Regions from separate parts of the Mus musculus genome. Here region 1 is linked to region 2. The links are chromatin contacts, called in public promoter capture Hi-C maps. All regions are on one chromosome and are shown on one strand. The core of a region is the stretch at or near the end of the contact, and the rest is flanking DNA. Distances in the headings are between cores, read along the strand shown. Region 1 holds the start of Csk (c-src tyrosine kinase). Region 2 holds the start of Scamp2 (secretory carrier membrane protein 2).

Region 1 (3,415 bases), core at 489-2,988, 85 kb before region 2:
ATCCAACTCCTGCTTCTAACATTTTAAGTTATTTGCAATCTGCAACCTTGCTTCTCACAGAGCCCCTTTCTTCCCCTCAGTCAGTACCACTTTACATTGCATTCCAAGTCTTTGCCAGCAGCGTCTCCTCTCCCATCTGAAGATCCCCCTCCCACTCCCTCACCCCCATCCCCTGCTCCTAAACTAGTACCCTCTTTCAGTCCTGGTCCTTAGAAAGTGCTCCTACACCTAGCACCTCCAACGGACTTTCTGGCTTCTCTCTAGCCACTGTGCTTCCATTCTGTGGCCCTCCCATACAGGAGCACTGCTTGCTCCTGTAGCTGAGAGCAAATTGCTCCGGGAGGATCCCGGACTCCTCATTAACAATGGTGCATAATAACAGCCCGTGTTTAATTGAGGACTCACCACGTGCCACTTGCGCACCGAGCACTTCAAACCTATTAACTCATTTCCTCTCCACAAAACCTTACAAAGTTGGTGGTACCGCTCTTGCTCACTTTACCAAACCACAGTGGAAAAGGACAGACAGAGATTAGCTAACTGGTCCGACGTTGTTACACAGCCAGTGACAACTTCCCTATTGCATCTCAGCTGAAAATAAAGCCCGGAAGAGTTCCAAGAAGCTCTGTGGTTCTTTGGCCCTGTAGCTTGCAGGACTGACCGCATCTCTTTCTGCTTTCCCCTACACACGAAGTAAGTCAGGTCTCCCTGCTGTGTTCCCAGATCTAGAAAATCAACCCATGTTCCCTTCTTTCCTGTTTCTTGTGGACCTTGTACCTTTTTTTTTTTTTTCATTGTTTATCAATTTGTTCTTTGTGACAATATTTTTGCAACAACCCCTCATGAGAATTTGGCAGATATAGAGGTTTTAAGAAGTGGACTCCGGCCGGGTAGTGGTGATGCACACTCTTTTTGTTTGTTTGTTTTATGTTTTGTTTTGTTTTTCGAGACAGGGTTTCTCTGTGTAGCCCTGGCTGTCCTGGAACTCACTTTGTAGACCAGGCTGGCCTCAAATTCAGAAATCCACCTGCCTCTGCCTCCTGAGTGCTGGGATTAAAGGCGTGGGCCACCACCGCCCGGAAATGCACTCTTTAATTCTAGCACTTGGGAGGAAGAAGCAGGCAGATCTTTATGAGTTCGAGGCCAGCCTGGTCTACAGAGCAAGTTCCAGAGCTACATAGTGAGACCCTGTCTCAGAAAAACAAAAGATAACAAAAAAACTACAAAGGAGGAGAAGGAAGAAGAGGAAGAGAAGGAAGAAGAGGAGGAGGAGAGAGGAGAAAGGAGGTGGAGGAGAAGGAAGGAGAAGGACGGTGGTAGACTACAGAGCAGGGGCTGTGTAAATGCATGCTTACTGTCCCAGAAGAGTCTAGGCCTAGCCTCCACTATAGAAAGAAAACTTCGCTGGGGGGGGGGGGGGGGGGAAGAGGAGGAGAAGGAGGAGGAGGAAGCAGAGACGGTGGTAGACTACAGAGCAGGGGCCGTGTAAATGCATGCTTACTGTCCCAGAAGAGTCTAGGCCTAACCTCCACTCTAGCAAGGAAGCTTCGCCTAGAGGAAGCTGAGAGGTTGGCTCTAGCATGCTGGTGGCCCTCTGAAAGGACCTTCGGGAGCCTTCGCGAAGGCCAGCAAGTGGGGGCAGGGCGTAGACGCGGACACACCCCCCGCATTTCCTCCAAGGTCCAGCAGAGGGCGCCGACCCACGCCCCGCTGCTCGCCCGGCAGGCCCCCTCGCGCAGGCGCGCCGCAGCGGGCGGAGGATCCGGGCCGCGCTTCCTCTCACCAGGCCTGCGAGCTTCCTCCCATCGGAGCCCGGGCGAGCTGAGGTTGGCCGCCGCCGCTGAGCCTGCTGCCTTCCTTGCGCTTCCGCGCCACCCTGCGCCCTGCCCCGGGGAATCCCACCGGGGTGGGGTCCGAGCAGGGCCAACCCGGGCCGCGCCGCCGTCGGGGCCGTCCCCGGGCCAGCCGTCCCTCCCGCCTGGCCAGCCTCTGGCCGCCCAGCCTCCGGGGTGTGGGGCTTAGGCAAGCCCTGCGAGCGGCGATCGAACGCCCGGGGCGGCCCCCCGGCGGCGGCGCGACGTCCCCAAACCGAACCTCCGTGGCCGCGTTCGGAAGCGGAACTCTGCCGGGGCCGCGCCGGCTACATTGTTTCCTCCCCCCCGGACTCCCTCCCGCCCCCTTCCCCCGCCTTTCTTCCCTCCCCGCCTGGGGCTGCGCGGCAGTCCCCCTGCCTGTCTGGCTCCCCTTCCCTCTCTTTTCGCATCCATACACCTCTTTGTACCGCACCCCCTGGGGACCCCTGTGCCCCTCCCCTCCCCCTTGGCCGCATGGACTGTCCTGCAGGCCACTGATGCCGCCCTCGGTGAGGAGGCCTGGACCGCAGTGCCCCCAGAGAGGTGAGTGCTGGGCAGCCCCAAAGGAGGTGGGTGTCCTAATGCCCCCTAGAAGGGAGGAGGTCGCTCGTCCCGCCTCTGTAGCCACCACCGCCGCGCCCACACCCATCCCCCCAACCCCCCACCTCCCAAACGGGTTCGAATTCTCCCGGGAATCACTGTCAGAACACTACTGGGAATGAGCCACAAGGGAGGTAGTACTACCCAGCACCACGAGAGAATTGGCTTAGGTCTGCAGAGTCCTACCTTCCCACCCCCCAACTCCCGTGAGGAGAGCAGAGTGGGAAGTGGCTGGACCCCGGAGGAAGAGAAGTGGTATGGGCCGGACTCCCGGGCGTTTGCCCTTTCCCGTTCAGGGCTTCCCTGAAGGTATCCTGGCTTGTCTGGTTCTGAACTCTACTTCAGTCGTTGCACAGAGGTTCTATTGGCTCCAAGCAGCCCAGGGCCATGCCACCTCCCTTTGTGCCTGATAGAAGGCCGGGTCCTTGAACTAAGCCTGTCACCCTTGACCTGCCAGAGGATCAGGCTTAAAGCAAGGGACCTCTGACCCTTGGGTGGAGAAACTGGGCAGGGCTTCCAGTCTGCGTAGAGGTGACACTGGGCATTGGTACTGTACCCCGTTCCCCCCACCCCCACCCCCAGCATCCTCATCAGTCTATTTTCCCAGGCTTCTCAGGACCCAGACCAGTTATTTGGAAGGGGTGTGTCCAGTCACTGGATCTTTGGAGCTTAAGTAGGAGTTTTTTTTTTTTTTTTTTGATCATTTTGTATAGCAGGGAACTGAGGCCCAAGGGGCAGGTCATATTCCAGGCTCCTGATGGAGGGAGGCTAGCTGTCTCTCATTCCCACTTCTGCAATGATGGATGGCTGGAGGTGGAGGGGAACCAGACCCACTCTGTAACTACCAGGGACACTGGCAGTCTCCAGCCTGACCCAAGAGGGACCTTGTGGGGTGAGCGAGCACGTGTTCCCTTGCAGAGGGCTAGAGAAGAGGGAAAGGGCTTCCGGCCTCAGTGCTGTCT
Region 2 (3,752 bases), core at 1,088-3,587:
TAGGGAAGCAGCTCACACTCTCCTAAAGGAAGGGAGGGCAGCTCTGACCAGAAGGGGCTCCAGCATCAGATACAAGGCTGCCTCTCCTCACACCGCTTCCTGCCAAGGATGAACAGTCATTCCAGTATGAGGGGGAGTGTATCACCATCAGCCAAGCCCTCTTCTTTCCACACAGGATTCCCCTCCAGATGTTGCCGGTTTGCAAGCCAAAAGCTGCTTCCTGTCCTGCCATCTCCTGAGACTGCCTGGACAAACTGTCTTACTTGACTGCAATGCAGACCTTGCTTTGTTACTTCTAAAGTTACTCACACTTTGCCCAGTCATTTCTGAGGCCAGAGATGAACTTTAAGACTTTCAAGGAGCTACTCCTAATCCAGGGCAGCCCAATCCTGCCCTCTGTTATCCCTGGAGAAGATCTGCCGCAAAGTGGGGCAGCTGGCTGACCCTGAGAGCAGCAAAGCATTTCTAATTCTGACAGACTATAACCGGACAGAGGAACATCATATATACCACACACTCCCAGAGACTGCTGGACTTTTGCTATACATAACAGAACCCCAGTACTATAAAACAATCTATCATTAAATCAAAGGAGTTAGCAGAAGACAGCAACAGGAAAAATGCAAATACTCTTCTCCTCACTAAACTAATAGAGGCAAACGTTTGCCTTATGTAAGAGACATGTTCCCTGCAAAGGCTCTGTCAAGAAGCATTAAGCTACAAGAATATATTCTAAACTCCCCAGTGTAGCAAGGAATCAACTACCAAAATCTGCCCAAGGGTTCCTATCAGCTAGGTCACCTTGGGAAAGAAGCATAAAATTTCCACTCTCGGCCTGGCTGGGTGTGGTGGCTCGAGCTAGTTATGGCTGCACTTGGGAGGTAGAGGAAGGACCCCAAGTTCAAGACCACCATGTGACAGACACATAGGGCGTTCAGAGCCAGGCTGTGTTAGATGAAGAGATCCTGTTATAAATAATCCAAGGGCTCAGTGTTACCCAATATGCACAGCGGTGGAGGATTTGCCTAGAACGAACAAAGCTCTGGTTCAATCCCATTACTGCAAAACTTCAAAAGAGAAGATGGTCATACTCTACTCCCTGAGTGTATAACCATCTAGTTCAAGGCGCCTTTGCTTTGCTCCCACCCTTGGAAGGACCCACCCTGGAAAAGCTCAGTGGACTTCTCCAACACCTTCAGGAAATGCTGAAGCTGTAGAGGACCAAAATAAAGCACCAGCAAGACGAATTCAAGAGCTTGGTGACATACTAACACCGGAGGAACAGCTGCGCTCATAAATCCCCAGTCATCACAAGCATGCGTCCCTCAAACTGGTTTCGGGCAGACATGAAAGGAGAAGTAGAACGCGCCTTGGCACTAAAAGGAGTTCCAGTTCTTCAACATAGACAACTGGGCATCTCTGCGTTCTCCACGCGAAGGTTTTGGCTTAGGTCCGAAGACTGTTGTATTCTTTCAAAGTTCCAAAGGTCAGGCCGGTAACCACCCATGCAGATTTGTCAGACCCGTGTACCTTGGGCTCCAAGCTCCTTCACCTCCCTCTCCTCAAAGTGTGTGGCCCAAACTCAATCCAAACAAAGTGCTTGGCCAATAAGTAATTTTCTGGCTTGGCCTCTCTTCCTACCCTCTCTCAGCCTTCTTGATAAACACTAGGGACTCTCCTGTACTTTAGATGCTTGCTTCGCTACTGCTGTTGCTGTTAGGTGTTGGGTTATCTCCACATTTCTCCACCCCAACAGACTTCTACTTCCTCATTATGTTTCAATGAGCCTTTCTCCTAGGATGACTCAATACAGGTAGATCCCCCAAGACTGTAGAAATGGCACAGCAACATTTTGCTTCCCTTTCTGACTCTAAGACACCTCCCCAGGATAAGCGCGTGCTTGGCCCTTTTCTCCAGCAGAGGCCGGTCGGATGGGCTACAACCCGGGGTGCTCTAAGTGCCCACTTCTTTACAGCGCCCCGCCCCCTTGCCGCAGTTCCACCTGTTGCAAAGTCCCGCCTCCATACAAACTATGATAGGCCAGCCTTCAGATACCGCTCTCCCATTGGACAGGTGATCCGTCCCTCCTACGCCACGTCCCCGGCTCTGGCGAAAGAGGCCCAGGCCGCAGCCCTTTTCCCTAAAGAAATCTGAGAATTGGGGGTTCTACCTGGAAGGGGTTTACGTCCACTGGGTCCGCGAAGGGGTTAGTGTCGAAGGCCGACATGGTGATCGAGGGCCAGCGGGTGATCTCCGCGAGCGCTACTGCCTTTGGTCACTCAGACCCAGCGGCACACAGTGTAAACCCTCCACTTCCGGGAGCAAGGCAGCCGTTCTGGCGCAGGCGTAGCGCCCTCTGTGGGGGCGTGGCCCTGGACGTCACAAAGGTCCGTTCCGCCCCTGCCCAGCCTATTAGAAAGCGAAGGTTATTCATTCTGTCTCCATCCACTTTCTTTTTATCTCCAGAGATGCTGAGGATAGAATCCAGGGTCTCACGAATAATAGACATAGGTGTAGCCTTGAGCTACATACCCAAACCTTCTATCCACTTAGTCCTCCGGTGCAGAATCTCTTCTGATGTCTTCCTTCCTATGTGTATTTATTTTGAGCTTCCAAATAAAGGACTGGCAGGAAAGGATCATGCATTCATTCCTAGAGGGCAAAATTGAGGCGTTCGAGCAAGTCCCGGACCAAAAGGACAGGGGAGACATGTCAAACAGGAGTTATCTGAACAACTGTGCTCCAGGATAAAGCTGGAAGACCTTGCATCAACCCCTGCCCTAGATAAGCAGGATTTCTTTTAGGCTCCACCCTCCTGTGATTTCATAGATATCCTAGAGGTGGTAGTTAATTCACTCACAAACTCACAAACTTATTTATCCATGTCTTTCGGGCCGCTGTGAAATCTAGCTTGAATCGTTTCTTACCCTGGAATAGAACAGCGCTACTGATTGGTCTATTCTTGTGTTGCAACCAGATGGGTTTTTTGATTTTTGTGGTTTTGGTTTGTTTGTTTTGTTTTTATTTGGGGGGTTGTTTGTTTGTTTTGTTTTGTTTGCTTTTGGTTGTTTGGTTATTGTTTTTCCAGGGTTTTTGGCAGGTTGGTTTGCTTTTCTTGGTTTTGTTGCCTTTTTATTGTTTGTAGGTTTGAGGAATCTCTCATCCTAGAGTCTGATTGATACTCTTCTCACCAGCTAAGAAAAAAAAAATTCCAGCATAATTACCATTTACTGTTAAAGGCTGTTGACATAAAGTTAATATTCCTTTACTATGTGTATATTTTATGTTAGAGTAAAATGAATCAGGCTTAAAGCTTGAATGTTCATGTCCTTTTCCAAGATATTTCCTAAGAATCTCAAACAAAACTATTTACAATGAAGACATCATCTTTCTACATCCTGGGGAGTTTATCAACAGTAATCTGACAGGTCCACTTCAGAACTACCCAGTGATCTCGTTTAAGCTTTTTTTTTTTTTTTTTTTTTTTTTAATAGTCATGGTGGTAGTAGTAGTCATTCTTGTAGTGGTAGTAGTGATGCTGTGTGCACATGAGGGGTGGATGGGAGCGCATGTGTTAGGGGCTAATGTGGAGTTGGTTCTCTCCTCCCACATTTATGTGATTTTCAGGGACTGAACTCAGGTCACCAGGCACAGCAGCAAGCACCCTCACCCCTAAACCATTCTGCTGTGTGAAGTCCACTTGTTTAGTTTGCCCTCAGAGTCTTTTTGAATGTGTAGTCCCCATCTCTTCT

The links. Promoter capture Hi-C pulls out the DNA fragments that hold promoters and counts their contacts.
Region 1: a contact with region 2 is called in a promoter capture Hi-C map of erythroid cells, with 7 times the contacts expected there. The contact joins the promoter of Csk here to the promoter of Scamp2 in region 2. A contact is called at or near these places in 21 of 39 promoter capture datasets (the 3T3-L1 cell line, 3T3-L1-derived adipocytes, the C10 cell line and 14 more), 4 of 15 datasets of contacts at CTCF or cohesin (CD8 T cells, the NIH/3T3 cell line, embryonic stem cells and 1 more), 30 of 484 Hi-C or Micro-C datasets (the 3T3-L1 cell line, B cells, CD4 T cells and 22 more), 37 of 115 datasets of contacts at active chromatin or transcription factors (the 230-238 cell line, CD8 T cells, the HPC-7 cell line and 25 more) and 5 of 9 other capture datasets (adipose tissue, bone marrow-derived macrophages, liver and 2 more).

The regions. Positions count from the first base shown.
Region 1 is chr9:57,643,976-57,647,390 of GRCm38.p6, reverse strand. Csk (c-src tyrosine kinase) reads left to right here and starts at 1,738. Exons shown (of 13, transcript NM_007783.3): 1 at 1,738-2,396.
Region 2 is chr9:57,559,529-57,563,280 of GRCm38.p6, reverse strand. Scamp2 (secretory carrier membrane protein 2) reads right to left here and starts at 2,337. Exons shown (of 9, transcript NM_022813.3): 1 at 2,171-2,337. The coding sequence starts at 2,227.